Regions from separate parts of the Mus musculus genome. Here regions 2, 3, 4, 5 and 6 are each linked to region 1. Evidence: chromatin contacts called from public HiChIP or PLAC-seq and promoter capture Hi-C data. All regions are on one chromosome and are shown on one strand. Each heading gives the region's core, a stretch centred on a gene start, on an enhancer-like site or on the middle of the called end of the contact. The rest is flanking DNA. Distances are from core to core; before and after follow the strand shown.

Region 1 (4,993 bases), core at 1,409-3,908:
TATATTATTTATTTATATCAAGCCCCTATTGTGTGCTGAATCCTCTTTGGTTCTACATATACAAAGATAGACAAAATGTTCCAAAACCCCCACCAAAACTAACAACAGCAGCAAAACTTCAATAAGGAGTTAGATAAAGCCTAATTACACAATGGCTTCACGATCTGATATACTGTATGTCCAGGCCTCATCAGTGTTAGTCTTTACTGAAGTTATGTTTCTAACACAGCGAGTCACATTAGGGGCTGGAGAGATGGCTCAGCTGCTAAGAGCACTGACTGCTCTTCCAGAGGTCCCAAGTTCAGTTCCCAGAAACCACATGGTGGCTAACAAACATCTTGTAATGGCATCGATGCCCTCTTCTGGTGTGTCTGAAGACAGCAACAGTGTACTCATATACATAAAATAAATAGATATATTTTTTAAAAATCACATTAAAGAATCCCATGGATAAGAGTTCAGCATGCTTTAAAAAATTATTATGGGAACCATTTGCAATGTCCTATGCTGCATACCATAAAAGTTACAAAACCTTTCAAATAAAGTTCACCCTATTAGTCCACCAGATTTTCAAGATATTAAAAAAGGAGAATTCCCCTGAAAATAATTCTAGAACTAGATCAAATTCATGCATGTGTGACCCCTTTAATTAATAAACAATGTGCACCAGAAGTCAAACTGAATATGGAAAACTGAATGTCTGCACTGTATGTGTACTTGCTAATTAAAAAGAAAAGCCATACTGAAAAACAGGCTATTGTTTTTTAAAAATTAAAAAGGAAAACTAGGTAACAGCAGTGTTTCGAGATGAATCTAACGGCATAGGAGGACACCAACCAGGACAAGCAGCAGCAGCATATACAGCGCAAACAAGCCGGAGAGTGGGAGGACTGCACCCAGGGGGAGCACGGGGAAGGGAGAAGGGGACTCCCAAGTTTTTAAGTTCTGAAGTAACTGTGTTGTTCATCACCAGGAAGAGGACCATTGTTCTAACAACAACGGACAGTTTGGTTTTAGCCAGAATTCAAAAATATGTGATGTTATGCTTTTTTAAATGGGGTTAAAGCTTTTGGGGGGGGGTATATAAATTGTGTATCATAAATTAAAAGTCAAAATTAGTATCTTTTTGGATAAGTCTAAATTTTCTTAGGACAAAGATGGCTAGCTTTTAGGAAAGAATACAGTCAACTGGAATTTTGTTTACAAACATGTATGTTAAGTGAACACTACCACATGGGCACTGTGCACAGTGTTTCTTGGGGTGGGGCTGAGGCAGGGTTGAACTCCTGATCTCCACCTCCCCTTGGGTTTACAGACGTTTACCTCTATGTCCTGCTGAAAGTACACAATATGGGACTTTTCAGCCACCTTCTAAAACTAGAGTCTGCGGCTGAGCTACATTCCACTTTACGAAGAAAAAAGTATCCGTTACAAACATTCCACTTGTTTCTGCCTGTGAATTTTGTTTATGAATCCTTAATCCCTTCCCCACCAATTCCTAAAACCAAACTTTACACAGTAAGGCTACAGTGGGTGTGGAAGAAAAAAGTCAGGTGTCAACAAACATGCTTTCCTAAAAAGCCACTAATATTTGGACCCAACCGACGTCCTCTAAAATGAAAACTGGATTCCACACCTCTTAAAACGCGATCCAATCCTAAATCTAGACTTCATGATATTATGTTGACATGTGAAATTTAAACATACAACTCAGTTTACTAGTCAGGTGTGTGTGTGGTTTTTCTGTTTATTTCTGGGAGTGTAATTTAATTACATTTCTTTTTTCCCCTTTCCTCGAATTAGAAGATGCAGACTGGCTGCCCGTGCGACTTCAGAACCGTGTGACCGTGGCATTGAGCACATACCTGAAAGTTTAACACTCTGCTCATATTTTTTTAAAGAGTCATCAGCCGGACACCTGTCACTGCCACGAAGGGAAGAAAACGCCATTGGCTCCTCCATCTGAGTCCCCAAAGAGGCTTCCACTACGCACGACTGGGATGCAAAGAGCGGGCTACGGGGTCATGTGCACAGGCGAGAGCAGCAGCTGTGAAAATCACAACACGGTGAGAAGGGCGAAGTAGCTCACCCAAGCAGGCACGCACCAAACCACCTGCCCTTCAGGAGGTAGCACTAAAACCCGCACCATATGTCCAAATCCCAGCCGGAGCGGCGTCGCTGCCACTGGCCTGCGGCGAGCACTCCCGCGGGGGACAGGTGGAGCGGGCTGCAGCCGGCTAGGGATCCCCGGGAGGCTGCGGGGAAGGACTGCGGTTTGCCCGGGAGGAAGTCGCTCGCCAGGGCGTGACACTCCACTCGACTGGAGCCGACCGAGGGCAGCAGGGTGCCAACAGAAGGATAAATGAATGAATGGGCCGCCCTGGGCGAGTGCGTAGGGCGGACTGTCCGCCAGTGCCAACGGGAAGCTCAGTGCGCAGGCGCACCTCTTCCCGCCGCGGGATGCCCGCAGGGCGACACGACCTAAGTCACGATCAAGAACTCGTCCCCGGTCCCTCACCGTCCACGGCAGGGGGGAAAACTGTCAGAAACTCACGGTTCACAGAAGTTAGGACGTCCGCGGTCGCTTCCCTCAGGAGCGTCCCACTGAGCCGGGCCGCCAGGCGCGCATGCGCGATTCTTCCCGCGCTGCTTTGAATTGCTCATGCGCATTCCGAAGCCCTCGGCGCCTGCGCAAGAGGCGTGGTTTTTCAAGGCGGGGCGGTCGGAAAGGAAGAGTGCAGCAGAGAGGGCTCGGTGGTCCTTTGCTGAGTTAGCGAGCCCCAGGACTAAAAAGGCGCCCGGGATTCCTCGTCCCGTCGCCCGGTCCTTAGCGTTCTCTCTCGGCCTCACACTGTGGTCTCAACACGCTGGACACTTCTCGGGTAAAAGGCACTTGGTTGAGTCCGGTTTTACTTTTCTCAACGAAAAACAAAAAGTTTAACCACTGGTTCTTGAGGATCTTATAGTAGAGACCAGCTGCAATGTATGTTGATCATTTATTTAGTTGTGATATAAACCAGTTTTTAGGGACTGAGCGAATAACGGTGGTGAATAAGGCAGTCAAAAAGCTATCCCAATTTCGCGTCTTTTAGTAACCCACTAAGTCTATATTGCGTGGGTGTGGAGTGATCCACTGGATTATGCATCGGACTCTTAACACCGGTTGCATCTCCAAAAAGAATGATCCCTCCTGGCCTGGCAACTACGCTCTGCCAGGGCCTCAGTAAGGGACTGGGCCAGGAAATTCCCTACCCCATCAATGCTGGAATTTTGGCCCCTCTTGTTCAGGTAACCCCACTATCGAGAGTCATGCCATAGCCAGAACTTGACAACCCCAGCTCTGACATTCTTAGACGACAGTCCACCTCCACTAGAGCAGCCTAGCCCAGACCAGAGAGAGTGTCCAGCTATAGGCATGTTTATTCAATCAATAATTTTTACTAGCTCCTGGAATATCATAACTGTGATTTTCATGCTACAATCTGTTTACATGGTATACAGGTGTGTGTATGTGTGTAAATACATACATAGTAAAAGAATTTCTAAGGAGTTAGTATTATTACCATTCATTAGATTAGTTAACACAGTGAAAGACCACAAATATTTTTTTTACTTTAGCATTAATAGTGAAGAATTATAAGTAGTGTTTTCTGATAGTTCTTTTTTTTACAAGAAAGCCCCAATTTACCTTTTGCCCATGAAAAATACATTTACCTCATAATCTTCCACAAGGCACAGATGGAGAAAATATGACAAAACTCTATGCTGATTTTATTAGTCAGGGTTCTTTAAGGAACAGAATTGACAGAATGAGTATGCAGATGTGTGAATGTATGTATTTATGTGAATGTGTATATATGTGTATGTGCTATTTATCAGAGTGGCATGCATGCTGTGGTCCAGGTTGTCCAACAATGGAAAGGCAAAGAATCTGGTATCTTTGCTGGATGTCTCAGTAGTTCCAATCTGCTGCTGGTGTCCCAGGGAATTCCTAGAGAGCTTCTGACCTTCAGTTTGCTTCCAAAGGAGTGGTTCCAACACCAATGACAGCTCAGCATCAGGGTAAATGGACTTGCCAGTGAGAGCAAGGGGAGCAGGCAAAGAGCAAAGCTTCCTTCTCTTACTTCCGACTGTGTGGGCTGCCAGCAGCAGTGGTGGTCTAGATTCACGGTGGACCTTCTCATCTCAGATGATCGGGATTTACAGTGGATCTCCCACCTCAAACAAACAAACCTAGAAAAGTCCCTCATAGGAAGACCCACATGCTTGAGTTTCAGTTCATTCCAGATGCAGCTAAGCTGAGAACCAAGATTAGCCACCATACCCTTGTCCTTGTTAAAAGCATGGCTGCAGGGCTGAAGACATGGTTTAGCGTTTAAGAGCACTGGCTGCTCTTTCAAAGGACTAAGGTTTACATCCCAGTACCCACATGGCAGTTCACAACTGTCTGTAACTCCAGTTCCAGGTGACCTGACAGACCTCTATGGAGGCAGAACATCGATGTAAATACATTTTTAAAGTTTCTTTGTTTTAAAGCATGACTGGACAGTCAGTGAGTCTGATGATAAGAAGGAAGGGAAGAAACTAGGAATGATGGTTATGTTGTAATTTCAGCACTTGGGAAGATGAGACAGGAGGATCATCACAAGTTTGAAGGCAATCTCGGCTACATTAGAGAGACCTTAGTTCAAAAGCTAAAAAAAATAAAAGTGTAAAGGTAAGGGAGAGCTGTCATAGGTGTGAGGCAGTGGTGGAGCTCTTCACGCTCCTCAACTTCAAGGCCCCGAGTTCACTCCCTAGTACCACCACTATGAACACACACACACTCACATACATTCACATACACTGCACACACTCAACACATAGACAGTTTATCCCCAGATATCATTCAATGCTAGAAATACCTCTCTGACTCTTCCTCCAAAGCAAGAACTTTGTTTTCAGAGATATAGGGAGCCAGTGGGGAATCAAGGTCTTCTCAAAGAGCTTGAGT
Region 2 (4,993 bases), core at 785-3,284, 510 kb after region 1:
CTCACCAACCGTAGTTCCGTGATAAATAAATGTCTGCTCGCCTAAGAAAGGAGAGTGCTATCTAGATGGTCTTGGTAGCCTCAGTACCTTTTCAGAGACAGGGGGACGATAAGTGACACCATGACGGTAGGAAACAGCTCAACACACTCTTGAAATAACGCGGGAGACACCCCCACCCCAACCCGGACCAAAGATCTAGATGTCCTTAGGATGAATCACCACCATCTTCCAGATCTGGGACTCACCCCGGAGGAAGGAAGATCTCAGGAGGTCATATGCCTCCGGGATACCTCTCAAGAGGGTCCTCAACCAGACAAGAAAAGAAAAGAAAAGAAAAGAAAAGAAAAGAAAAGAAAAGAAAAGAAAAGAAAAGAAAAGCAAGGCGACGTCCATAATCGCCACTAAACCCTGTCCTTTACTGACATCATTCTATACGGTCACGGAAACGATGCCAACCACGCAGATTCATAAGGTTCTTAAAAATGGTAATTTGGAGTAAAATGTAACTCAAAGAACTTTGAATCATTCATTAGCACCTTATAATTACTCTGCTAATTAGGTTGACACGGCACTTAATCAGGAGTAATACGCCGGCTTGTCACTGGCGCTTCCCATTACTCTGACATTCAACAAGAGACAGGTTGGAGACGTCCTGAAGAAAGAATGCAAGTTGATACCCTCCGACAAGGCGGCGTCACAGTCGCGTTCCAGGTCCCAAATGGATCGGCGGTGACTGTTTCCTTTCCAAAACCAAGGCCTGCCACAGTGGGGAGGGGATGGAAGCATTGGAGGGAGGAGCTGCGGGAGCTCAGGCTGCGGACCAGCCACCCAGTTCCCGCGGCCCCACAGCAGCCTGATGCCGCAGGGAACCACAGCTGCCCGCGCCGCTGGAGAACGCCTCGCCCGGGGTTTTTCCCGGTTCGGGAGAAAGTGCTTGGCCCGGCATTTCTTCCAGCACAGGCTCTGACTGGAGACAAAGCGGGATTTGGAGCCAAAGGCCCGATCCTTCCCGACAGGGGGGTCAAAGATGTAGCCCCCCAGCTCAGTGCCTCTCCTGGATCTGCTACCCGGTTGGACCGAGCTGGAGCGCACCGGCTCCTGTGGGGAGAGTAGAGCTCAGACGTTGCAGGCCCACGCGGAGCTCTGGCTCTGGTGTCACACACTTCCCCGTGGGGTCCCTCAGCACCTCTATCCCCTGCTCCTCGTGTTTCCGCTCTGCTCAAGCGTGCTTGGGAACCGTGCGAGCGGGGCTGCGCTGCAGGCCACCGGGAGCCGCAGGATCCTTTTGCCCTTCGCGGCCTCTCCACTCACCCTCCAATCTGACTTAGCACGGGCACATCTAACGATCCGTACTGCTTCCCCGCTTCCCGCCCGGGGGCTCCCTTCTCCAGTGCCCTTCTGGTCTCTCCCCATCTCCCTGGCCGGGTACTCGTTACAGTGGGTACCACTTGGACCCCTGGAGTAGGCGTTGGGCTCAGGGCTGCGGGCGCACCGAGGTTCGGTTCTCAAAAGAGCAGCGGGGTTCGAGGCGCGCTGCTGACGGGCTGGCCAGGAGCGCGCCCATTGGCTCCCGGCACGCCGGCGTCGCTGGCTGGCGCGCAGCGGCCAATGGGGCGCGGGGCCCGGGCGGCGGGGGCGCGGGCGGGGAGCGGCGGCGGGGGCCGTGACGTCACGGGAGGGGGTCGGCGCCGCCCGCGAGCCCGCGGATGACAAGCCAACGCGCGGGGCAGCGGCGGGAGTCGCCGGGCGCCGCCTGTCCGCGGTCTCCTGCGCCCGCGCTTGCTCCTTCGCTGCTTCTCCTCCTCCCGGGGCGGCGGCGGCCGCGTTCGCTCCGCAACTTTCCAACAAAGTTCAGAAACTCGGCTCCGGGACTGCCGGGTCACGCACGGCGGTCACCTCCGGGACCGCCCGGCCTTAGCGGTCGCTGCACCTGCTCCGGCCGCCGCCGCCGCCGCCCGGGATCGGGCAGTGGGCAGACCCAGGCGGCGGCGGTGGCGGTGCAGGTGGCGGCGGCGGGGTTGCTCCAGCGGCCAGCATCTTAGTCTCGGTGCTGCTCTCCGCTGCCACCGCCCACGTGCGCGGTGGTCCAGCGGAGCGGAGCACACCTTCCCGCTTGTGGCATTTGGGGGCTTTCCCCTCAAATTTTTTTCTCTTTACTTTTTGTATAAGGGGGAAAAGTTGAGTCGAAAGTGCCCACCAATTGTCACCTCCCATTATCCTTCATTCCCTCCCCACTTTTTTTTTTTTTTAAAGCAGTGTCAACGCTTTTTAGTGTCTATTTTGTTTTACGATCGGTAGTTTCCCTTGCTTGGTCCCGGCGGCGGCTGATCCGCGGAGTAGCGTGGACCTCATGTAGAAATGACAGCAATGGAAGGGGCCAGCGGGTCGAGTTTTGGAATAGACACTATTTTGTCCGGTGCCGGTTCCGGGAGCCCCGGCATGATGAACGGGGATTTCCGATCGCTCGGTGAAGCGAGGACAACGGATTTTAGGAGCCAGGCCACCCCGTCACCCTGTTCGGAGATTGATACCGTGGGAACGGCGCCCTCTTCACCGATCTCGGTCACCCTGGAACCCCCGGAGCCGCATCTTGTGACAGACGGACCCCAGCATCACCATCACCTCCACCACAGCCAACAGCCGCCGCCACCATCCGCGGTCCCCGCGCAAAGTTTGCAGCCTTCGCCCCAACAGCAACCGCCGCCGCAGCCGCAGTCAGCAGCCCAGCAGCTGGGCTCGGCCGCCGCGGCCCCCAGGACTTCCACCTCTTCCTTTTTAATTAAGGACATCTTGGGAGACAGCAAACCCCTGGCGGCTTGTGCACCCTACAGCACCAGCGTTTCTTCTCCTCATCACACCCCGAAGCAGGAGAGCAACGCGGCACACGAGAGCTTCAGGCCAAAGCTTGAGCAGGAGGACGGCAAAACCAAGCTGGACAAGAGAGAAGACCCCCAGAGCGACATCAAATGCCACGGTGAGTTGCGCCGGAGCTGCCCGGGTCACTTGAGTGACCGCCGAAGGAGAGGGGCCTAGGCGTGCGATTTAGCGACGCACCTTAAGTTCTGTTGGTTACATTTCTGCCCCACAACCTTTGCGGCCATCCGGCTCCGTTCTTTGTTTTACTTAATTTTAAATGTGCTGGAGGAAGGTGGTAACTGAAGAGATAGGATGGGAGACACTTTTCGTTGAAAACAGAGGCTTACTTGGGATTTTTTTTTTTTCTTCTTTTAGCTGAGACCTTGGGAATGGGAGTGGGAAGGGGTGGAGAGAAGCTGGTAGCCAGTTGTGGTTGTCTAGGTCTGTGATCACAACTTGATGTTTATTTTTGAATGCAATACCACCCCAGTATTTTCCAAATGCCCCCTCCATGTTTTCTAAATGCCGTCACAGGAATTGTCTGATTTAATGTTAGAAAAATTTCCAACATTATTACAGGAGCAATTCATTTTTACTAATTGATGATTAATACAGAAAACAAATCATAGCCTGTTTTTTAAGAACACCCTTCTCACCGATACCCCTCTTCTGGCCCTTTCCAATAACAAATATTTGTGAAAACTAAATTTTATGGAATTTGTTTTTGTAAAATCAAGACAACAATGGAAATTTATCTTTTAATACCCTATTTTCGTCTTGGGCAATTTCAATTTCATAAGTAACTGTTCTTGTCTTTGCATTGCAAAAGATTTTAAAACACCAGGGAGATTTCCCCCATCTTTAGTGGTATTATTATTATTATTATTATTATTATTAATGCTTAATTTTTCTCTGGTAAGGATTGCAATCTAGAAGGTTCCTACCTTCTAGGACATGGGCTCTTCATTTTACTGTTTATAGCATTAGCATAATAGTGCCCCAAACAGATGTACAGTCTGGTCTGGCGATTTCTCGTTCACCAACCTCCCCAGTGGGTCAATTAGAGAGATTATTGTTCTTCCTGCAGGGAAGATCAAGGAGTACTGCACAAACCGGTACAAACGGAGAGGGATTGACATATCGATTTCCTAGCATTTCAGCAAAAAACCAAACTTGACAAATAGAATCCGGAAATTTCTGTGCTGTCACCTGGATGGGCTCAAGTGTTTTTTGAGCTCAGTTCAGTGACACATTCTCTCTGAAGCTTGGAAGGGACCCGATACAGAGGAGGTCTGCAGAAGGTTTGAGTCTTAACATTTTCCAAATGCATCTGAAAAGAAACAAAGGCATCTAAGTTCCAGCTAGCAGGAAAAATATTAGAGCAACGTCCTGAAGTCTGCCTGTCTTGAAAACAGAGTAGAAAGACTTTGGAGAGTGCCTTACAAAGAACATCCCTTTGAAAACAACAAAGAGGAGCATAACATAACCTCCTCTCAGACCAAAGAGAACTAGAAACAGGAGACCACAGACACTTAAACTCTCTCAGGCCTCTCTGCTCTCCAAGGCCCAGGAAAGGGTGTGGGGGTGTGGAGGTGTGTGCCAGGTGGACACTCCTCTCTTCCTCGGTTCAGGCTGATTTACAGAACCCTGTCACTGTTTCTACCCTAGGAACAAAGGAGGAAGGAGACCGGGAGATTACAAGTAGCCGAGAGAGTCCCCCCGTGAGAGCCAAGAAACCTCGAAAGGCCAGGACAGCTTTCTCAGACCACCAGCTCAACCAGCTGGAGCGTAGCTTTGAGCGGCAGAAGTACCTAAGTGTCCAGGACCGAATGGACCTGGCGGCCGCACTCAACCTCACTGACACCCAAGTCAAGACCTGGTACCAGAACCGAAGGTGAGGAGAGCCACTGGGTCCCTGCAGGCCAGGCCGGTACCATCTTCTCTCCTGGAGATGCGGGACAGAGAGTCACAGGGTCTGTAGTGGGTATTCTTGGGGCAGAGGTTAGGCACACATCCAAATGGGAGTGACTGAGGACACCGGGAGTTTGAACACTTTTGTGCTCTAAATGTCTTAACATTTGGTTCTCTCTCCCTGCCCCCCAGAAACTCGAGGCACCACAGTTTCCCTCATTTTGTC
Region 3 (4,993 bases), core at 1,638-4,137, 440 kb before region 1:
TCTAATTTACCCTCTGTTGCTTTCTTGCCTTTCCACCCTCTATCATAAGATCATTCAACATGGCAGCCCACATCGGATCTTGATCTTGGACCTCCCAGCCTCCAGAACTAAGCAAAAACCAAAATAAAACAAACAAACAAACAATAACAACAATAACAAAAACACCACCACCACCACCAACAACAACAACAACAAACTCTATTCCTTTACAGCAGCATCAAATGAACTGAGCCAGAATCTTAAGTGTTAATGCGAAAGAAACAAGTTAGTTGGTAAATTTACCAGAATTCTGGAAATCCATGAAGCAGCAGCATGAGCGGTTTGCCCCTTTCTCCAGCAGCAACATAGTGAAATCTTAACCCGGAGTCCTGAAAGTGGAAGAGTATGGAGTATGTGATAGCAGGCAACATCAAACTAAGACATTTAGTATTTCCCTGTTACTAAAAACATTCTCGCTTGAATTACTTTAATATCAAGAAATAAATATTAACAACATATTATCAATAGAATAAAGGGACTAATTCACCTTTGTGGGTATTCCCTTTGGAATACCCCTTACTTGCTCTGTTACAAGGTCTGTGTATATATTTTGAGCTTCTGGAGCAATGTTACAATGTAGCTTTCGTCTTTGTGAGGTGTGACGTTTTATCCCCTGCAGGATACATAAATAATTCTGATCTGAATTTCAATGTTGCAAAGTGTATCTCACATATTTTTTTTCCTCAGTTGCCTGTCAAGAGCTGCAGTATCACTTATGTAATTCACACCCCCTTCTCTTATTTTTAGGCATCTCCTTCCCACACTGCGATCTGAGTGTTTCATATACGCTCTCCTTTCCTGCCTGCTCCCTCTGTCACATCTGTGTTTCTAACAGTGGACTATATCAGTGCCCAAGACTTCACGCCACATTTGGGAGATGACTAACCCCAGAAAAGGAAAGGACTGGGAACAAGAGAAGAATGCTGCAGACATCAAGGATATGGGAGCATAGACAAGAAAGGAAGAGAGAAAAGCTAAATCCCTGCAAGTATGAGGGGAAGACAGCACAAGTCAAAGCTGGCCATGGACTCTGTCTCTGGCGTGTCATTGCCCTTGATTCCACCACCTTACTAAGAAAACAAGGCCCAAGGGCTGAGGTTGCAGAGCAGTGGCAGAGCATTTGCCTTTCAAGCATGAGACCCGAGCTTCAGTCCCCAGCACTGCCGTCCCTTCCCCTAAATGAGGTCCAAGTAAGTCACATAAGTCATGAAGGTCATGGGAGTCATGAGCGGGCTAAGGATGTAGCTCAGTGGCAGAGCACTCGCCTGGCATGACCAATGTGTCCCCCGGCGTCACTAAATAAACAAGTTAAGAGGAATGAAGTATACAGGTGACTAGAGTCACCACTATTTCTTCCTTCTGCTTTTGAGGGGAAAAGAGAGTAATTCTGAGGAATCCAGGAAGAGTCATAAGCTGTGTTTCATCCTTAAGTTGGACAGAATTAACAAATGTGACTTGGCTGTTATCTTTTAAAAATTATTTTAGTGGTGGTGAGTCTTGGAAGAATAAAATGCCAGGGCCACCAGATTGGATTTAATAAAGATTTTATCGCACTGGGTATATGCCAGGTTGATAATTATAATGATGAATTATAAATTATACTAAGTTATAGGTCCGTTGGCCTATGTTTTCTTCTCTTTTTCTTTGTGGTTCTCTTCCTCCTCCTCCTCCTCCTCCTCCTCTCCTTCTTCTCGAAACATGAACATACTTAATTCTCACATCAGTTTCAGGCTCCTTTTGCCTTTCTGAATCCCAGTTGCTGGGGAGTTTAGCTGCTGATTAAACGTCAGGCAGGACTCAGTAACACAAATATCTCCTTGTATGTTGCCTTTGAAAGGCTTGTGAGTCAGACTGTAGGTCGTATCACAGAGACTGTATCACTCCACCACCTGGCATCAGGAAATAGACCGTCTGTGGGCTGTGACAGAAGCTTGGACGAGGACGGACAATGAAAATCTGTTGGCACGGTTGACACTTTTATTTAAGCACAGAGAATGGAGCTTTATTAAGAAGTGGGTACCTACTTTGTATTCCATTCTCTCCTATTTTTGACTTTTTGCACCTACTTCCTTCCTCACAAACACAAACCATTTCTTATCCTTTAGTGCTGCCTAGGTCATCTGAGATTAGAAATGACTTTCCAAAGAACTGTCCACTCCCTCCATCTCAAAATCTGGACAGCAGGGCACCGCCAGGAGCATTATCCTGCAACTGATCTGAGCCCTAAAAGGCAAAAAAGGTAACAGGAGATAGCTTCTCCTTGCAGTAGGAGAGGGAGCAGAATTATTCTGAGTTGCTTCAGCAGGAGGAGGATCCAGTTAGAGAAATTTCACGTTCTGAAACACGCACCTCCCCCCCTCCACACACACACATAGGTTAAGGAGAGAGTGGAAAGCCATGATACTGACCCGCGGAACAGCCCCTGGCCAGGTCCCTCCTGCCTCCCCCTGGGGTCCTCCGGGTGCCCGCAGCCATCGGGACGCATCTAGGAACAATCGGCCCGGCGCCCTAGGCACCGCGGCTTCCAGGGCTCCCCACCCGCGTCCCTCTCCCTCCCCTGTCTCCAGGCCCGCGTCGGCCTTCACCTTGATGCGCACGTAGCAGTGAGTCCCTAAGGAGGGGTCGTTCAGGCACGCCGGAGGGTTGGCCCGGGCCGCCCGGCGGAAGGTCTGCGCCGGCGCCCTACCGATGCTCCACAAAAGTTTGAGCAGGTGGACGGAGGCGCACAGCCCGCAGTAGCCGTACACCAGGGACCAGTAGAGCAGGGCGCGCAGCGCGGGCAGCAGGCGGGGCGGGCGCGGCGGGGCCATGGGCGCCTGCGGGAGCCGAGCTGCGGCGTCCCTCCCGCGCCCGCCCGCTCGCCCCGCACACGCCGCGCGCCCGGGCCTCGGGGACCGCGCAGGGCGAGGCCCGGGCTGTCCTCCCGTGCCACGTCGCTAGAGCCGAGCGACATGAAGGCGACGCCGAACGCCATCCCCAGGTCCTGTCGAAGCTCCGGGCTCTGAACAGGTCCCAGCGCCCCGGTCCCAGAAGCCGCAGACCTTTTCCCGGATGTGAGAATCGCGGAGGGCGGGAGGGACTTTTGTACTGAACTGTGGTAATTATTTCTTCAGGTGGGCATCCCTAACACAATCTCTTACAGATATTAACTGTTTCTTAACTGAGTTCAAAGTTACCAAACACCCCAGCCAGAAAAAGCAAAAAGGCACTTTACACCAAGGCACAAGCAATCAATTAGCTTGTCCCTACCCTTAGCAAGGACTCCTCCCTCCTCCCTCTCTTCTTAATGTTCCCCTCCCCCTCCCTCCTCCCGCCCCCATTGGTGTAACTCTACAATAGTTTATCAGCCCTACCCCCACCCCGCCCCGTTAAGAAACATTCATTCTTCTTAGTCTTCCTTTACGTTCCTGTTTCCCTTCTCTTCCCTGACCTCCCTTGTGTGTGTGTGTGTGTGTGTGTGTGTCCGTCCGTCCGTCCGTCCGTCCTTCTAGAGATGCAGTTACAGGTGACTGTGCACCCCTCACCTCCGGAACTGAACTCAGGTCCTCTGAAAAAGCAGCCAGTACTCTTAACTGGTGAGCCATCTCTACTCATTCCTTCCATCTGAATAGCTTAGGGCTGTTATAAGTGTATCTACATAAAATGTTTCTGTGTGAACGTTTTTTTTTTCCTATTTCACCTAGAAATGAGACAGTGGGATAAGGTGGGTAAGTGTACCTTTGGCTTTCTGCGACAGAATCAAACTGGCTTCCAGAATGACTGCTCGGTGCTAGAGGTGTTGCTTAGAGCCTGGGTCCCATTCTTTAAAGCACTGTGTACTGAACTCTTAATTTCATTTGTTCCAGAGGTGCAGAGTGAACCCTTGATTCTCAATAAGAGGCACTATCTTCCGGAAGGAAGGAGCTGCCTGAGGGCAGAGCATGGGGGAGGGCAGCTGGGGAAGTGAATGTTTTAGAACAAAGTTTAATGACACATATGTCTGAATATGCCACAAAGGCTACCGCGTTATTACTGTTAATTACTGTTAAATAATGAATAAAAAGAATAAAGCCTACATTTATTTCCTAATGGCGAATAGTACCAGGCATCTTCTGTGTGATCACATGTCACTCAGCTATACTTTTCTCGACAAAGTGTCTATACAAATCTTCTGCTTGGTGTTGATCCCTGCCCCACCCCCATGGAAGCAGGGGTGGTGGGCCTGCATTCACTAGCTCTGGGCTATATCCACAAATGCTTTTGTTCTTTGGGTTGTTTTTTTTGTGGGGGGGGGTTGCTTTTACAGGCTTTATTTATATATTTGTGTATACTTATACATACATATGTATGTGTATAGCAATACTACTCAGCTATTAAAAATAATAAATTTATGAAATTCTTATGCAAATGGATGGATCTGGAGGATATCATCCTGAGTGAGGTAACCCAATCACGAAAGAATACACATGATATGCACTCACTGATAAGTGCATATTAGCCCAGAAACTTAGACTACCCAAGATATAATTTGCAAAACACAAGAAAATCAAGAAGAAGGAAGACCAAAGTGTAGATACTTCGTTCCTCCTTAGAATGGGGAACAAAATACCCATGGAAGGAGTTACAGAGACAAAGTTTGGAGCTGAGATGGAAGGAAGAACCATCCAGAGACTGTCCCACCTGGGGATCCATCCCATCAACATCCACCAAACCCAGATACTATTGCATATGCCAGCAAGCTTTTGCTGACAGGACCCTGATATAGCTGTTCTTTGTTTTTAAAGCAATACTTTCCCACAGCTGAGTTTGAGAGTTCCTCATAGTTTATAACTCATAACTACAAACCTCTCTTATGCATAATGTGATTTTCCTTTCCCCTTAGTTTGTCTCTTCTTCTTCTCCTCCTACTTCTCCTTCTTTTTCTTCTTCCTTTCTTTTTTTTTAAACCTACAGCACCTGATACTCCCAGGTGGTC
Region 4 (4,993 bases), core at 1,301-3,800, 410 kb before region 1:
GCAGTATAAACTTGGTCAAAAGCTCATGGCTGGGGATAAAGATCATAGAGGAGAACCTACTGATATTTTGTTGAACGGTCATAATGTCTTCACATTATTTATGTTTTTGTGCATAGATATGTGCTCTCAATCTTGGTCAGAAAATCTTTTTGTAGTGGGCAGCAATGCAGAAAGACATGCAACTGTTCAAAGTACTGAGAATGCATGACTGAGTGCTCAGCTCTAAGTGGGACACATGCCAATTTCCCTCTCAGGGAGCACTGCAGAAGAGGCAGTGACGGGGATAGGAAGGAGCACAATGAAGGGCTGTCTTCTAGACATGACATGGATGTTGCATTCATGAGCTCACAGTAGTTATCTGAACAAGATCAAGCTGGTCAGCATTTCATCATGGAGAATAGGAGCTCACAAGCCCCACCCCTGCCTGAGGAGCTCACAAGCCCCACCCCTAGCTGAGGAGCTCACAAGCCCCACACCTAGCTGAGGAGCTAGCTATTGGCAGTTGATGGATTCTGGGGATAGAGTCCTTGTTTGTTTGGCAATATGGCTACTGGTGGGTTGCCCAGGCTGTAGTGGAGGCTCTACATCAGTGTGCATCCCACAGCAATCAACACTGACTGGACTCTGTGGATTTGGTTTTTGTTTTGTTTTGTTTTGTTTTTGAGACAGGATTTCTCTGTATAGCCCTGGCTGTCCTGGAACTCACTCTGTAGACCAGGCTGGCCTCGAACTCAGAAATCCGTCTGCCTCTGCCTCCCGAGTGCTAGGATTAAAGGCGTGCACCACCACGCCTGGCAGATTTGGTTTTTAATAAAAGAGGAGGATATGAAATTGGGAGGAGACATGCAGAGAGATGTTCAAGTGGAGTTGGAGGGGATGTGACAGGACAGAGACACAAAATACAACAATCCCGTTTGAACTCTCACCAGTATTGATTGGTTGATTAAAGGACAGAGAAGAAAAAGCAAAATTAGCTGACCCAAACTCATAAAATTCTAGATCATCTAATGCTGTGGGGATGTATATCTAAGCTTCTACCTCCCTTCAGTCCCTTGACTAAATCATGCTTGTCTTCAAGCTGAGGTTAGGGTAGAGCTAGAAACAGAACAGAGAGAGAATGTGACACTGTCAGAGGAGGAGTGTGTGGGTTAAAGAACAGATCTTACGTTTAAACCCTGGACAGCCCAACACACCCAAACTTCACAAGATCCCGGACACTCAACACGCGTGCACTTCTTAAACTCACGTGGAATGGAAAGCAAAGTTCAGAACTACAACCCTTCTGAGCTGCCACCAGACTTAGGCAGGAAGGAGAGTCTGTGTGGAAAGTAGAAACTCTAGAATGATTCTCAACTTGTTGATAAGAGGTAGCAGTGTTGCTATCACTAAATAAAAGGGGAAGATTAGGATCTGGATGTTGAAAGGCTGCAGAGGTGGCACTGGCTGTTTTTCAGTTCCCATCACCCACACATGATGTACAACCATCCATAACTCTAGTTCTAGAGGAGCTAAGCCTGTCTTCCAGCCTCTGTGGGCTTCAGGCATGTACATGGTGCATAGACAAGCATGCAGACAACACACATATGACATAAGAATTAAAATAATAAGTAAAACCCTTTTTAAAATCTGGGGATTGAAAAGTGGGTATTTGGCCGGGTATGCCTTTAATCCCAGCACTTGGGAGGCAGAGGCAGGCAGATCTCTGAGTTCGAGGCCAGCCTGGTCTACAGAGTGAGTTCCAGGACAGCCAGGACTACACAGAGAAACCCTGTCTCAAAAACCCAAAAAAGGAAAAGTGAGAATTTTGTTTTCACATGGTTTGCAATGGTTACTTGATGTTTAAATAAAGATGCTCTAGTGTTGTATAAGTATGCCTGGGGCCAGGTACATTTGAATTGTGCAAGTAACAGAAAAAACAAAAAACAAAAAAAAACCCAGAGATTTCCCAGATGCAGTCTACATCAGGTTGTCTCTCAGCCTTTCCGTCTCATGCTATCGAGACTCACTGTGGTCAGCACACTGCTTTGAGGGGAAGATCAGGACTTGTTCAGCAAGGCTGGGTGGGAAGCTCTGTGGTTAAGTAGGAAGGGAAGCAGCTGGCTGGGGGCAGTGACACGCACCTGTTTCCCCAGCACTTGGGACGCTGAGGTAGGTGGATTATGAGTTTGAGAATATGTGGGCTATATACATAGCACAATCCTGTCTCAAAAGAAAACAAAAGTTAAAGCTATCAATCAACCTTATCTAAAGGCAGTCATACCAAAAGGTGACTGCAGGAAACATTCAGAGAGGTGGGACAATCAAGAGAACAGGGTCATCGAAGCCTAGGATGGCAGGAAGGGTCCAACTGGGAGCAGCACGACCACAAAAGTTATCACTTGACACATCAAATACCATAGCTCTCCTTTCTCTGGAGTCCTCACCTCTAGTCCTTGCGAGCTTCCTTCCCATGAACCGATGCTGGCCCACCTACCATAACTAACACAGCACAAGTGCCTTGTGGGTGCAGTGCTCAGCCTGCCTGAGAAGAGTCTTTCAACCTTTTATTTTTTTCTCTTTGGAGCACTCACCACAACATCTCATTGTCTCCTCTTCTGCTCTACAAGAGCTACCCCTAGCCTCCCTTTACAGGAAGTTTAACTGCCCTAAGCACCGTCTTTGCTCAGAGCTCCATCAGCTTTCTACTAACTGCACTCTCACCCAAGACCAAAGCCTTTCAGCTGCTAGGGTCTCTGTGATCTGCCCTGCCGACCTGTTCATACTTATTTCTACATTTCCTGTTGATCAAACCAGTCATGTTGAGGTCAGTTTCTTAAAAGTTTTTGAACATTCTGTTCTTCCATCCAGACTGCTCAGTCTAAATGCATACAGGGAAGTCTTATCTGCTGCAGTGTCCAGCTCAGATGTCCACAGCAGGGTGCCCCTTTCTGAAGGTTTAGGCATCAGGCTTGCCTTGCCAAGGCCAGGGTTAAGTGGGAATCTAGACGCCGCTCTAGCCTCTTCCTTCTTTTCAAGGGCGCCACCATCTCCCCACTTGCTCGCTCACAATCGCACGCTAGACAGCAGCAGGTTCTTCCTACTTGGCTCGGGCTTTATTAATGCCTTTGAACATTCGGACCTTTCCAACTGAAAAAAATAACTCTCATGGCTGCTTTAAAAAGTTCTGTCTTTGTGTTAATAACCCAGCTATTTCCCCTTGGCCTCACTGAGGCATCCACCAGGGTCTACGCAGTTTGTAGAACCCTGGCTGCTACAACTCCTACGTAAGCTTGGAAGAGCAGCGCTTCTGCTGTCCGTTTAGACCTCTCTGTCCCTGTGTCCACTGCAGCCTCTGCAGCCAGTGTCTGTTTAGACCCCTCTGTCCCTGTGTCCACTGCAGCCTCTGCAGCCAGTGGCCCAGGTGGTGGCCCTTCTCAGCCCTCTCTCCTCTCATTACCTCTCCTTCCTTTTTGTCTCCTGTCTTTCTAATTTTTCCTCTTCTTCTTTTAAGATCAGGATGGCCTCAAACTTCCAGCTTAGACAAGCCTCACGCTGCAGTGCAGCATCAGGACCAGTGCTTTGATTTGTTAATCTCTTTACTGACATTTTCTTTCCTAGAACTACTCTTCTTAGTTTGCATATTTATTTCTTCCTTCCTTCCTTCCTTCCTTCCTTCCTTCCTTCCTTCCTTCCTTCTGTCCTTCCTTCTGTCCTTCCTTCCTTCCTTCCTTCCTTCCTTCCTTCCTTCCTTCCTTCTGTCCTTCCTTCCTTCCTTCCTTCCTTCCTTCCTTCCTTCCTTCCTTCCTTCCTTCCTTCCTTCTGTCCTTCCTTCCTTCCTTCCTTCCTTCCTTCCTTCCTTCCTTCCTTCCTTCCTTCTCGTGGTTTCCTAAATTACATCCATTTTATCTTAATCGCTTGTGGCAATGCTTAAGTGATGTTAGACTCTTTAGTCCCAGATACCCATTTCTGCTTTTACTCACCCAGCTGCATAGCCAAATGAGCTCTACCTCGTACTTCCCGTCCAGCTGTTAGGTTATCTCCTCTCAAGCCTTACACCTTCTGCTACAAAACTACCTTCCTATGCTCATAGCATTAGTTTTGGTTGTAGTAACTTTGACTTAGACGACAAACTCAGCTTTCTTCCATGGTACTGACTAATCAGAGTATCTTCAACTTAACCCACAATTTAGTAAGCAGCAAATTTTTTCTTTATAAACTTTTTATTGCTGTTTTGCCCAGTGCTGGGTTCTGAACCTCAGGCTCATGCCTGTCAGGCAAGTGTTTTACCAATAAGCTACTCCCTCATCCCCTAAAGTATTGTAGTTCTTTTTTTTTTTTTCTTTTTTGCAGGGGGGGGGGGTGAGGGTGTCTTTTTGTTTGTTTGACATGTTTCTGTTTGAAGTTCCTTGTTGCATAAAAATTAAAAGTTGAAATGCTATGGTAGTCTGAGAAAGAAACTGTGACCTAGGACAGCTACATGTTCTTCTTATTCTTCTCACAGGATGCAAATGCTCTCCCTCTGGACACAATTCACCCTGCCTTAGCTGGCTCGACAATCTGCACCTGCCTCTTTCTCTCTGGTTTGTAGGGCCTTTTGTATTTTGGAGGGTGGTGGGTACTGGGAAATAAACCAGAGACCTCATATATGCCAACAATACAATCTACCACTGAGCTACAAGCCTAGTCCCCATCCATGTTTTTCTTGATCTCCATTTTCTTCTCCTCAAGGATGAGCTGTAATTTGAGTTACAGACAAAGCAGAGTAGCATGGAGCCCAACACCAGCGGCAACAAGAGCATCAAGACCCCAGTGCCCTTCCCAGGCTGGATCAGCTCAAGGCCTTCCCTGGGTACATAGTGAGGTCAGGGAGAGGCTGGAGGAGCTGCAACTCTGACAAAGGAAAACAAAACCTGCTTTGTTCTCTCCACACCACTGCAGCTTGCTTTCCACATGGTGGTAGAGCAGCATTTTCCAAGTAGCTAGAATATGGTTAAACTTGGGTAGTAAAAGAGAT
Region 5 (4,993 bases), core at 770-3,269, 370 kb before region 1:
CAGTCAACACGGTCAGTTCTTAAATCCAATGGACTCTTGCTGTACTTTACCTGACCAGACTGCTTGGCAGTCTGTCACGTCACTAGACTATCACTGTGACACTCCTAAAACTCTTGTCTGTTTTCCAGGACACCGTCTTCCAAATTCTATTTGTTCATCTATTAAATATGTGTAAAGCACTTAGAAGGATGTCAAGCCCAGCGTTACAGCTGAGGTTGGAGACTTCTTTCAGGTCCTTGTGAACAGGTGATTATCACTTGACAAACATAAGTAGTGCTTTGACAGTAAAAACGGGGCATTGGGGGACCAGAGAGGAAAGAGAGGCGTCAGTCACCTCCTTCCTGACAGTGTCTGCTGTGCGAACTTTTCTTTCTAGTCCCATTCTTAATCCCCCCTCCCTCTTTTTCCTCTCCCTGTTTTCCTTCCTTCCTTCCTTCCTTCATGTCTCTCTCAGTCTTTCTCCCCAACTCCCTTTCTTATGTAACCCAGGCTGGCCTCAAACTCACTCTGTAGCCAAGGATGACCTAGGATTCCTGGTCCTCCTACCTGGACCTCCCAAGTGTTGAGATTATAGGCGTTGGGTACCATGCCTGCCCATCCCCCCTTAACTCCATCTACACCTTTGCTTTATGCCAACCTCAGTCACCCCAAGACCTCAAGATAGATAGTAAGTGCTTTTTTGTACAGACTACTATCCTCTGTCCTACACACCACCAGGTTCTGTTTCACTGCTTGTCACCCCCCCCCTCCCCCAATATAAGCTCATGCAACACAGTGATGTTCCCAGTTTTTCATTCAAGCACTTGTTTAAGACCAAACTTTTCAACAGCCTGGCCTTTAGGACATATCGATCCTTTAATAAACTGTCACCTTACTCACTGTGAGACTTAGCTCTTGCTATTCCATCAACCCAACATTATAGCAGCCACTCACAAATGAGCAATTCTGGGTTAGAGATATGTCTCAGTGGTTAGAAGTGCTTATAGGACAATCCTGTGGACCAGCAGGCCAGAGAGCCGTGCATACCCAGCTCCCACATAACAGGCATACACATACACACACACACACATTTTCTTTTAAAACTTAGAAAATCTTGCCAGGTGTTGTGATAAACATCTATAATCCCCACACTACTGAGGCGGAGGCAGACAAGGCCAGTCTGGACTACCGAGCCAAACAATTATGCCCGGCTCCATCCACCTCACTCTATGTATTGACTTCTGAATCACTTCTACACCAGAACTGCCGTTATCACTCTTAAATCCAGCTTCCATCTGCTCCTGGAGATCGGGCTGTCTTTTGTGAGCCACCTCCCTCGTTCCTTCCCACATACCTGCTCCTTCCCGTGGGTCCATAGGCACTCTTGTCCATGCACAAGGCCAGTGCCCGGAGGTGGGGCACACTCTAACCCACAGCACACAGCAGAAGGTTTGGTATATTCCAAGGCGCTCCATAAGAGTAGGAGACTGAATCAAGGACCAGGATTTTCCTGTCCTCGATATCCACAAACAGAACAGACACAACAAAGGCGCTTTAAATATTCTCCGGCCTCTCAAAACTACAGTACAGAAAATGGCCCGACACTCCAACCACAAAGAAAACCGTTATACCCTGGACTTTGTGCCAACCTCCTTCCAAGCCTTGGGTAGGAAGGCTAAGTACTAGAAGCAGAAAAAAAGGGGAGAAAGTGGGACCACAAGTTCGCAGCTGGTCAAGACCAAAGGAAGGCAGCTCCCAGCTCACCAGGGCTTCAGGCGTCACGCACTCGGTTGGGCAATGGCCTCCCAACTGCCCTCCTTGAGGCCCAGCGCTCATGGGGGAGGGGAGAGGCAAAAAACCGTTATTCTCACCCAAAGAGCCGCCTGGGGCGGCCCCAGGGCCGAGCCTCTGTAGCAATGGTAGTACCTCTTAGGAAAGGGCCTTATCCGATCACCCTTTCAGTTTGCACTAGATGAAGCAGTGCAGGACCGTCGCTCCCGGTTCTCCACCGGTGGCCGCCAGCTCTCGCCCGGATGGCGGCTGTCAGCAGCCAGCGACTGGCGCCTTTATGGGACTCACCCGCGAGCAGCCTGCTGATTGGCCAGGGTCTGCCACGTGACTGTGCCTGCGCCTCAAACCGCGCGGAGGTGTGAGTCAGGTCTGTGGCGGCTGAGGCTTTGAAGTTAGGCTGCGTGGGCTGGGCGTATTCGCTCCGTGCCGCCACTCCCTAGGAGGGCGTGGGCCTGCAAGCACAGTGGAGCTGTGAGAATTTTACTGTTTGCTTGCTTGGTTGGTTTAGGTTTTGCAATTATTATTTACTTGTTCTTTTATCTGGAGGTGGTCTCGGGTAGCCTTCCGTGACCTGGAGTGATCCTGGGATGGGCTTGAAGGACCTGTACTCCAGGCCAAGGACTTTCCTGTGTTTTGTTTTCCAAACAAGGAGAGTGGCGTTACTATGTTTTTTATTCTGTATGCTTTCCATGAAGAGGACTACCTCCAAGAGTCAGTTCTCACTTTCCAACCATGTGGATCCCAAGGATAGCCACTCTGGTCATAGGTGCGGCCGGCACCTTTAACCCATGAGCCATCTCCTTGGTCCAAGAGGTTTGCTTTTGAAGCCACTTTCTCATCATGGTCTGACCCTGTGCTGTTACTTTGGGTGTTCCTGAGTTTAATCTGGTGACATTTGTCTTTTGTTTCAGACTTCTGTATAGCTCTGGTCTCTAGTCTCAAATCGATAATAGATACTTAATGTATTGTTTTGTTCTTTTGGTTTTTTGAGACAGGGTTTCTCTATGTAGTTCTGACTTTTCGGGGCTATGCTAACTTGTTAACTCACACAAATCTGCCTGCCTCTGCCCTCTGCATGCTGGGGTTAAACTGGGGTTAAAGGCGGGGACCGCCACACCCGGGATACTCACTGTTTTTTTGTTGTTTTTTTTTTTAAGTAATCCTGCTGGGCGAGGTGGCGCACACCTTTAATCCCAGCACTTGGGAGGCAGAGGCAGGCGTATTTCTGAGTTCCAGGACAGCCAGGGCTTCACAGAGAAACCCTGTTCAAAAAACAAAACAAACAAACAAACAAAGTAACCCTTTTCACAGCTGCACAAAGTGATTAAGGATTTCGAGTTTTAGTAACTACCTCCAGATGTCTTGGGGCTTGTGGGCATTTAAATTTAGCGAGCCTAAGGGTATGTTTAGCATGATAGGTTTTTGTTTGTTTGTTTGTTTTAATCCTATCACAATGTCTCCATTTGTTGTTTTGAGACAGGTTTCACTGAAGCTCAGGCTGACCTTAAACTGGCTGTGTAGATCCAGCTAGCGTCTTGCCTGCCTGCTTCCTGAATGCTGGGATTAAAGGTGTTTACCTCAGGCCTACCTCCAAATTAGTAGTCCTAGATGCACCAAGGAGAAAGGAGAGAACAGCTGGGTTGCCTTAACTTGCCGAGAAAAAAAAACATCTGAGCATCATCAGTGGCTAAGCATTGTCTTCATCCCTGTGGAGAAAACACCTCAAGACTGTGCTCTCAAAGGAAGCAGGACAACCTCTCACTAGAAGCTATAGACCTCCACACATATAGCTGTCCCCTCAGAAGGCTCTTCTCCCCAAAACACAAAAAGTGGCTTACTTCAGACATAGAGTTAGAAAGTACTCCTTTTTCTTTTTCTCTTTTTTCTCTTTCTTTTTCTTTCTTTCTTTCTCTTTCTTTCTTTCTTTCTTTCTTCTCTTTCTTCTCTTTCTTTCTTTCTTTCTTCTTTCCTTCCTTCCTTCCTTTCTTTCTTTCTTTCTTTCTTTCTTTCTTCCTTCCTTCCTTCCTTCCTTCCTTTCTTCCTTTTTTAACTTATGCACTTTGCATCCTATCCCTGTCATCCCCTCTCACCATCCTTCCCCTATCCTTCCCTCCCTTTCTCCTCTGAGTGGTTGGGGGCCCTCCTGGGTAAACCCACACACACACACACACACACACACACACACCTTGGCACTTCAAGTCTCTGTGAGGCTAGGCACTTTCTCTCCCACTGAGGCCAGACAGCTAGAAAAAAAACATATCCAGGGAGGGACCTGGGAGAGAGGAACCTGATCTGGTATTGGGTGAGGGAAAAGGACTGAAGCCCTGAGGAGCAGCACAAAGAATGAAAACAGGCAACCTCGGAGATAGGTTGCGGGGGACCCTCCAAAATGCACCAGAGACCTGGGAGGTGAGTGACTCTCAGGACTCAAAGGGAGGGACCTTAGATGAAATGCTGGACAGTAGGGAGAGGGAACCTACAGAGCCCACCTCCAGCAGGAAGACAGGGCATCAAGTGAGGGATGGGATTGCCATCCCACAGTCACAACTCTGATCCATAATTGTTCCTGTCTGAAAGAATTACAGGGATGGAAATGGAGAGGAGCCTGAGGAAAAGAAGGTCCAGTGACAGGCCCAAAGTGGGATCCAGTTCAAGGGGAGGTCCCAAGGCCTGACACTATTACTGAGGCTATGGAATGCTCACAAAAAGGGACCTATTATGACTGCCCTCTGAAAGGCCCAACAAGCAGCTGAAAGAATCAGATGCAGATATTTGCACCCAACTAATAGACAGAAGTAGCTGACCCCTGTTGTTGAATTAGGGAAGGCTGAAAGAAGCTGAGAAGGGCAATCCTGTAGTCTCAATTAATCTGGACCCCCAGGATCTCTCAAATATTGGATCAACAGACATCAGCTGATATGAGGCCCCAACACACATACAGTAGAGGACTGCTGGGTCTGTGTTTATTCAGAGATGATGCACCTAACCCTCAAGAGACTGGAGGCCCCAGGGAGTTTAGAGGTCAGGTGGGGTGGAGAGTGGGGATATCTATGTGGAGACAGCTGGGTGGGGAGGAGGTATGGAATGTAGAACAGTTGGAGGGTAGATGAGGAGGGGGGAATAAAATATGGAGTGTAAAAAAATAATTAATAAAAAATAAGAAAGAAAAAGAAAAACATACCCCACATACAGGTAACAGCTTTTAGAATAGCCCCTGTTCCAG
Region 6 (4,993 bases), core at 801-3,300, 300 kb before region 1:
GTAGTGCTTTGTGTAGGGTCTGTGTCAGTATTTGCTGTCAGCACTGCCAGCCCCTGCCCTTCTGTTTCAGAGATGGAATGTTGGAGGTGAATGGCGGCCTGCTTGTAGAGCAGAGTAGTGGTGGTGGTCAGTGCAGTGATCATGGAAAAGATCTTGTCTCTAGTCCTGACCTTACTGTGTTATTCTGGGCAAGTGTTCATCTTGCCGTTTGGGGCCCCTCTTCACTCGTGAAGTCAAATGCTTCCAACTTCAAAAGTTACTTATGCTAATTTAAAACACTTTTCAAATTAATATAGATCAGTTGTATAAAGTATGGTTTCCTTTGTATGATTTAACATTATTGTTATTGTTATTATTATTATTGTTGTTGTTATTATTATTATTGCAGGCACATGTGTGCCACAATATGCCATGTCATTTCTCTGGTCCGAAATAATAGTTGTTTTGAAATAACCTTTATACATATTCATATAACATTCTTTGGTCGTAGTCACTCTCTAGCTAGCTGACTTTAAACAGTTATTTATTATATGTCAAGCTTTCAAGTATGTAAAGACTGCCTTTCTTTTCTTTTTTTTCTTTTTTTTCTTTTTTTTTGGTTTTTCGAGACAGGGTTTCTCTGTGTAACCCTGGCTGTCCTGGAACTCACTTTGTAGACCAGGCTGGCCTCGAACTCAGAAATCCGCCTGCCTCTGCCTCCCAAGTGCTGGGATTAAAGGCGTGTGCCACCACACCCGGCTTAAGACTGCCTTTCTTAACTGAGTAACTGAACAGTTACAAGTTAATTGTGAATTATGTCTCACTTTGAAAGGTGTCCTGTACTTAGCCATCTTAAGAATAGCTAGCACATTTTTTTCTTCCTGGCTACCAGACATCCATTTTGCCACATTTCCCTCTAAAAACAATGTTTTCCCTTCATTAAAACAAACAAACAAAATCTTCCGGGCCATCAAGATGGTCTAACAGTAAATGTGCTTGCTGTGCATAGCCTACACCTGATGACTGAGTTAGATTCTTAAACTGACTCAGAGCTGGAAGAGAAAGGACTTCACAAAGTTGTTTTCTGACATCTGCATGGGCTGCCCAATGCACATGTACACACATGTACATACATGTACATGGTGTCATACATGCCCCCATACACCCACACAAATGTACATAGACACATACATATACATACACAGATACACATACAGACACACACCACACACACAGATTGACAGATGCACACATACCACACACAGACAGAGACACACCACACACACAGAGGAACATACACACATGTACACACACAAATATATATAATATATTATATATAGAGACACATATACAACGATACACACAGACAAACACATACACACCACACACACACAGATGGATAAATATACACACACAAATATACATAGACACACACATATACATATACCAGATACACACACACACACACACACACCACACACACAAATTGACAGATGCTCACACACCACACACGGACAGAGACATACCACACACACACACACACACACACACACACACACACACACACGGAGGGACATACACACATCACACACACAAATATACACACACACACACACACAGATACACAGAGACAGACACACACCACACAGACGGACACACAAACACACACAGATAGACACAAACACGCACACACACACACATTCCTTCCTTAGTCTAGGCTTTTCTAAGTAGCTCCTTTGGAGCGTGGGTCTAGATTCGTGGTGCTGTCAAGGATTTGGTTGAGCAGGCTTTCCTCAGCTAATCCCTGTATTTACCCAAATGCTTTGCTGGTTCTCAGGAATGTGCAGCAGCCAGCTCTGATTAATGGTCTCAGAAGTAAACACAGCATGCTCCGAAATCAACAGACTTAGCAAGCGGCACATTCTTCTTTGTTTTTAACCTGTGAGTGCCCCCCCCCCCCTGTTTTCTTCTGCTAATTTGTGGTGCTAAAGGCTCCCATCCCCAGCAGTGGAGCACACTGCTGTGAAGCTTTGGGTGGCGAGCAAAGAGATCACTCTGCAGTCGCCTCCAGATTGTTCCAGGGTCTCAGTGGTTCTACTTACGCACTCACACAGCTCATGAGCCCAAAGAGATTTCATGATGTCAAGGCGGGTCAGCAGCTAAGTGACTATGACAGAACCTCACCTGAAAGAGGAGTTGGTGTTTTCTGGTTTTATTTCAGAGGTACACAATTATGGAGGCCTGGCTCCACCCAGCATTCAGCTGAGGGGCTGGATTCCTGAGTCATGCCACAGCTCTGGTCTGTAGTCTTGGCTGGACATCAGCCAGGTGGGACCCCTGGGATTCCCTTCCTGTCCTCCCAGGCCCTAGAACTCTGTCAGCACACTGGGGAGATTAGACAAAAAAAAAAAAAAAAAAACCCTCGCAGTTTGCTTTCTTTTCGAACACGTTCTCATAAAGAGGGGCTTCAGCTCAAAGAAGCTCCTTCTTTGTTCACCACAGCTGTGTGGAGTCTCAACTTGTCCTGCACTTCCTCGGAGATGTCTCGAGATCCGGAGTGAACTTGCTGTGGTTGCCTTTGGGCATCAAACTGTTTAGCTTGGCTCGATTATATAATAATTATATAATTGCCCAATATTCTTGTCAGCAATTTGCAGGCCGTATTTTTAATAGGGCCATTTGCCTTTCTTTCCATGGTTCCTTCAGGACTGGTGTAAGCTCCTGGATTATTGCAGCGCAGCCCCACAGGCCCTGCACAGATGTGAGCAGAGGTGACGCGCGCCCTGGGCTGCCTGTGGTTATTTGCTCCATAAAAATCCTCCTGTAAACCATCTTCTCAGTGCTCCTTATGGGTCTTTGCTTTAGTAAGATTTCTGTTGGTGTTCGTTGAAATGGTATATTCTTTCAGGGAGATTTCTCTTTATTAACCCGTTTAGGAAATCTAATTTTTGAAGAAAAAAACCTGGAAACAAACTCTCCAGCTTATTAACCCATTTAGGAAATCTAATTTTTGAAGAGGAAAAACGGGAGACAAACTCTCAGTGTTGTTGTCGAGTTCTTAAGCAAACAGACATTTCCATTTATCTGATGGTGAGAGAAAGGCGAGGCTTCCAGGGGTTAGCTGAAGTAAATTTCGTGGCTTTCAAATAAGTTTTCTAACTTGTCAGCATTGCTGGTAACTTTGTTCTCCCTTGACCTTGACTTCTTTCTCCCTGTGGCAATACACAAAACTTGTTGGGCAGGAGCTAAGAATTACATGAATGACCGACCACACTCCGATCTTTTCAGTTATCAGCAAGAAGACCTCAAAGAGAATGGGGTAGTGATCAAAATAGCTGATATTTTTTGATTGATAGCGTATTATATGTGTGGCACCTTATAAACCTGGGTGCGCGCTCTCTCTCTCTCTCTCTCTCTGTGCCTCTCTCTGTCTCTGTCTCTCTTTCTCCCTCTGCATCTCTGTCTCTCTCTCTCACACATACATATATATATTTCAACTGTCTCAAACAAAGCAACAACCTCCCCTCCCCCGATACACATATCAGTCACAAATCTCAGCTAGATGACGGCCACACCTTTAATTCCAGAACTCAGGGGTCAGAGGCAGGTGGATCTCTGTGAGTTTGTGGCCAGCCTGTTCTACAGAGTGAGTACAGACCTACCAGGACTACAGTGAGACCTTGCCTCAAACAAACCACACTCACACACAGACCCAGACACACACAGATCCAGACACACAGAGACCCACTACACACACACACACACACACACACACACGTAAAGCAACAGCAATACAACCTTGACAGAGCTCTAGACAGGAACCAGAAATGGTTAGAAAGAGGCTTCTGGATCACATGGCCCAGGACTGAGTTTTTCTGCAATGTGGCAGAGAGGCAGCAAAGCCCTTTCTCCTTTTTAATATTGGTGAAGAGGTGAAGAGTTGAAATATGAGTTTTGTTCTTTCTGTTCTTTTTTTGTTTTTTGTTGTTTTTTGTTTGTTTGTTTGTTTTTTGTTTTTTTCTCTCTGCAGATTGACTCTCAGTGCAATTGAAGTTGATCTTAGTGGTAACCTCGCCATGGTGAGGCTCAGTCTCTAAGAACTATTTCTGCTTGCTGGCTCTTGGAACTGCATGTCCAGTGTCCCTGACTGTGTACATTGTTACTGCTGATATGACAGGTGTCTGCCTGGCGTGTCTGTCACGGTCCTAAAAACTCCACACAGAACCAAAGATCTACTTGAGTGTGTTGGTACATTCCTGTGATGCTAGCCATTCAGGGAGGTTGAAACAGGAGGGACTTGAACCCAAGAATGTTGGGCTAGCCTGGGAAACATAGTGAGACCCTGCCTCATGTTTAGTATGTGAAGTATAAGCATGTCACTTTTAAAACTACTCTCTGTAAGAGTCTTTGTTAACAGTCACTGTCCACCCCAATTTGCCTGAGGGCTGCCCCGGTCTTTTTCAGGACAAATTGTTTCTCTTCGATACTTTTCAGAAATTCTCCATTTAACTTTTTACATATGACATGTGTGTTCACTAGCGAAATTTCAACACTGTTTTCTTACTGAAATTTGTTTATTTTTCTAGGCAAGTTGAACATTGCAGAGAAGGATCTTAAGGCTACACCCGACTTGCCACACTTGCCATCCAGCTGAAGAACCAAAGGCTGTTGGAGAGATGGCAGTGACATCCCACCACATGGTCCCTGTGTTTGTCCTGATGAGCGCCTGCCTGGCCACCGCAGGTAATGCACCTTCTCAATTGGGAGGCTCTTAACCTTCTCTTGAATTCCTATTTCCTTCTCCCCTCAGTCTCTTTGGCTAAAAATATTTAGTCCATATTATCTTATGTAAAATGTGAATATTTATGTTATTTAGGTAAATAAAATATTTGACTATCATACTGATACATAATATGTTTTCCTGTGTTGTAGTTTACTAAGCTGGGGCTAGACATTCTAATGTCATGACACGGGACCCAGCTAACCTCTGTTGAGGTAGGCAGATAACAAAGAG

The links. HiChIP or PLAC-seq counts read pairs in DNA pulled down with a chosen protein or histone mark. Capture Hi-C pulls out chosen DNA fragments and counts their contacts.
Region 2: an H3K27ac HiChIP or PLAC-seq map of extraembryonic endoderm stem cells shows a contact between it and region 1, with 17 times the contacts expected there. The contact joins the promoter of Barhl2 here to the promoter of Cdc7 in region 1. A contact is called at or near these places in 2 of 39 promoter capture datasets (cranial neural crest and embryonic stem cells), 2 of 484 Hi-C or Micro-C datasets (Th1 cells and embryonic stem cells) and 6 of 115 datasets of contacts at active chromatin or transcription factors (embryonic stem cells, extraembryonic endoderm stem cells and large pre-B cells).
Region 3: a contact with region 1 is called in a promoter capture Hi-C map of adipose tissue, with 4 times the contacts expected there. The contact joins the promoter of Ephx4 here to the promoter of Cdc7 in region 1. A contact is called at or near these places in 8 of 39 promoter capture datasets (3T3-L1-derived adipocytes, cranial neural crest, embryonic stem cells and 4 more), 15 of 115 datasets of contacts at active chromatin or transcription factors (the NIH/3T3 cell line, T-cell acute lymphoblastic leukemia, bone marrow-derived macrophages and 10 more) and 1 of 9 other capture datasets (adipose tissue).
Region 4: an H3K27ac HiChIP or PLAC-seq map of DN3 thymocytes shows a contact between it and region 1, with 7 times the contacts expected there. The contact joins the enhancer-like site here to the promoter of Cdc7 in region 1. A contact is called at or near these places in 11 of 39 promoter capture datasets (the 3T3-L1 cell line, the HPC-7 cell line, HPC-7-derived erythroid cells and 5 more), 21 of 115 datasets of contacts at active chromatin or transcription factors (DN3 thymocytes, the NIH/3T3 cell line, the SCID.adh cell line and 17 more) and 3 of 9 other capture datasets (adipose tissue, liver and macrophages).
Region 5: a contact with region 1 is called in an H3K4me3 HiChIP or PLAC-seq map of embryonic limb bud, with 9 times the contacts expected there. The contact joins the promoter of Brdt here to the promoter of Cdc7 in region 1. A contact is called at or near these places in 13 of 39 promoter capture datasets (the C10 cell line, HPC-7-derived erythroid cells, cancer-associated fibroblasts and 9 more), 1 of 15 datasets of contacts at CTCF or cohesin (the NIH/3T3 cell line), 3 of 484 Hi-C or Micro-C datasets (double positive thymocytes, embryonic fibroblasts and uterus), 26 of 115 datasets of contacts at active chromatin or transcription factors (the 230-238 cell line, the NIH/3T3 cell line, T-cell acute lymphoblastic leukemia and 16 more) and 4 of 9 other capture datasets (adipose tissue, embryonic stem cells, liver and 1 more).
Region 6: an H3K27ac HiChIP or PLAC-seq map of epiblast stem cells shows a contact between it and region 1, with 4 times the contacts expected there. The contact joins the enhancer-like site here to the promoter of Cdc7 in region 1. A contact is called at or near these places in 2 of 39 promoter capture datasets (cranial neural crest and stem cell-derived epiblast-like cells), 19 of 115 datasets of contacts at active chromatin or transcription factors (CD8 T cells, T-cell acute lymphoblastic leukemia, acute myeloid leukemia and 14 more) and 2 of 9 other capture datasets (adipose tissue and liver).

Annotation. Positions count from the first base shown.
Region 1 is chr5:106,961,987-106,966,979 of GRCm38.p6, reverse strand. Cdc7 (cell division cycle 7 (S. cerevisiae)) reads right to left here and starts at 2,658. Exons shown (of 12, transcript NM_009863.3): 1 at 2,555-2,658; 2 at 1,866-2,047. The coding sequence starts at 1,962.
Region 2 is chr5:106,455,207-106,460,199 of GRCm38.p6, reverse strand. Barhl2 (BarH like homeobox 2) reads left to right here and starts at 2,034. Exons shown (of 3, transcript NM_001005477.1): 1 at 2,034-2,974; 2 at 4,525-4,750. The coding sequence starts at 2,359. It overlaps Gm33151 (a long non-coding RNA gene), which reads right to left and starts at 1,608. Exons shown (of 2, transcript XR_389476.3): 1 at 1,312-1,608; 2 at 461-757.
Region 3 is chr5:107,401,407-107,406,399 of GRCm38.p6, reverse strand. It overlaps Ephx4 (epoxide hydrolase 4), which reads right to left and starts at 2,887. Exons shown (of 7, transcript NM_001001804.2): 1 at 2,625-2,887; 2 at 283-368. The coding sequence starts at 2,849. Gm17202 (a long non-coding RNA gene) reads left to right here. Exons shown (of 5, transcript XR_389494.4): 3 at 787-1,229. It also overlaps the pseudogene n-R5s173.
Region 4 is chr5:107,370,543-107,375,535 of GRCm38.p6, reverse strand. The region is part of intron 15 of Brdt (bromodomain, testis-specific); the gene reads right to left. Gm17202 (a long non-coding RNA gene) reads left to right here. Exons shown (of 5, transcript XR_389494.4): 5 at 4,481-4,917. Among named protein-coding and RNA genes, the nearest start is that of Ephx4, 30 kb to the left of the region's middle. Within about 2 kb of position 2,550, at least 27 of the 459 cell types and tissues checked have an H3K27ac peak or open chromatin away from gene starts, as enhancers often do. A contact at or near this core is called in DN3 thymocytes, the SCID.adh cell line and T-cell acute lymphoblastic leukemia, where this site is marked.
Region 5 is chr5:107,328,220-107,333,212 of GRCm38.p6, reverse strand. Brdt (bromodomain, testis-specific) reads right to left here and starts at 2,019. Exons shown (of 19, transcript NM_054054.2): 1 at 1,906-2,019.
Region 6 is chr5:107,265,923-107,270,915 of GRCm38.p6, reverse strand. It overlaps Tgfbr3 (transforming growth factor, beta receptor III), which reads left to right. Exons shown (of 17, transcript NM_011578.4): 2 at 4,566-4,722. The coding sequence starts at 4,656. Among named protein-coding and RNA genes, the nearest start is that of Tgfbr3, 21 kb to the left of the region's middle. Within about 2 kb of position 2,050, at least 108 of the 459 cell types and tissues checked have an H3K27ac peak or open chromatin away from gene starts, as enhancers often do. A contact at or near this core is called in adipose tissue, embryonic limb bud, epiblast stem cells and 2 more, where this site is marked.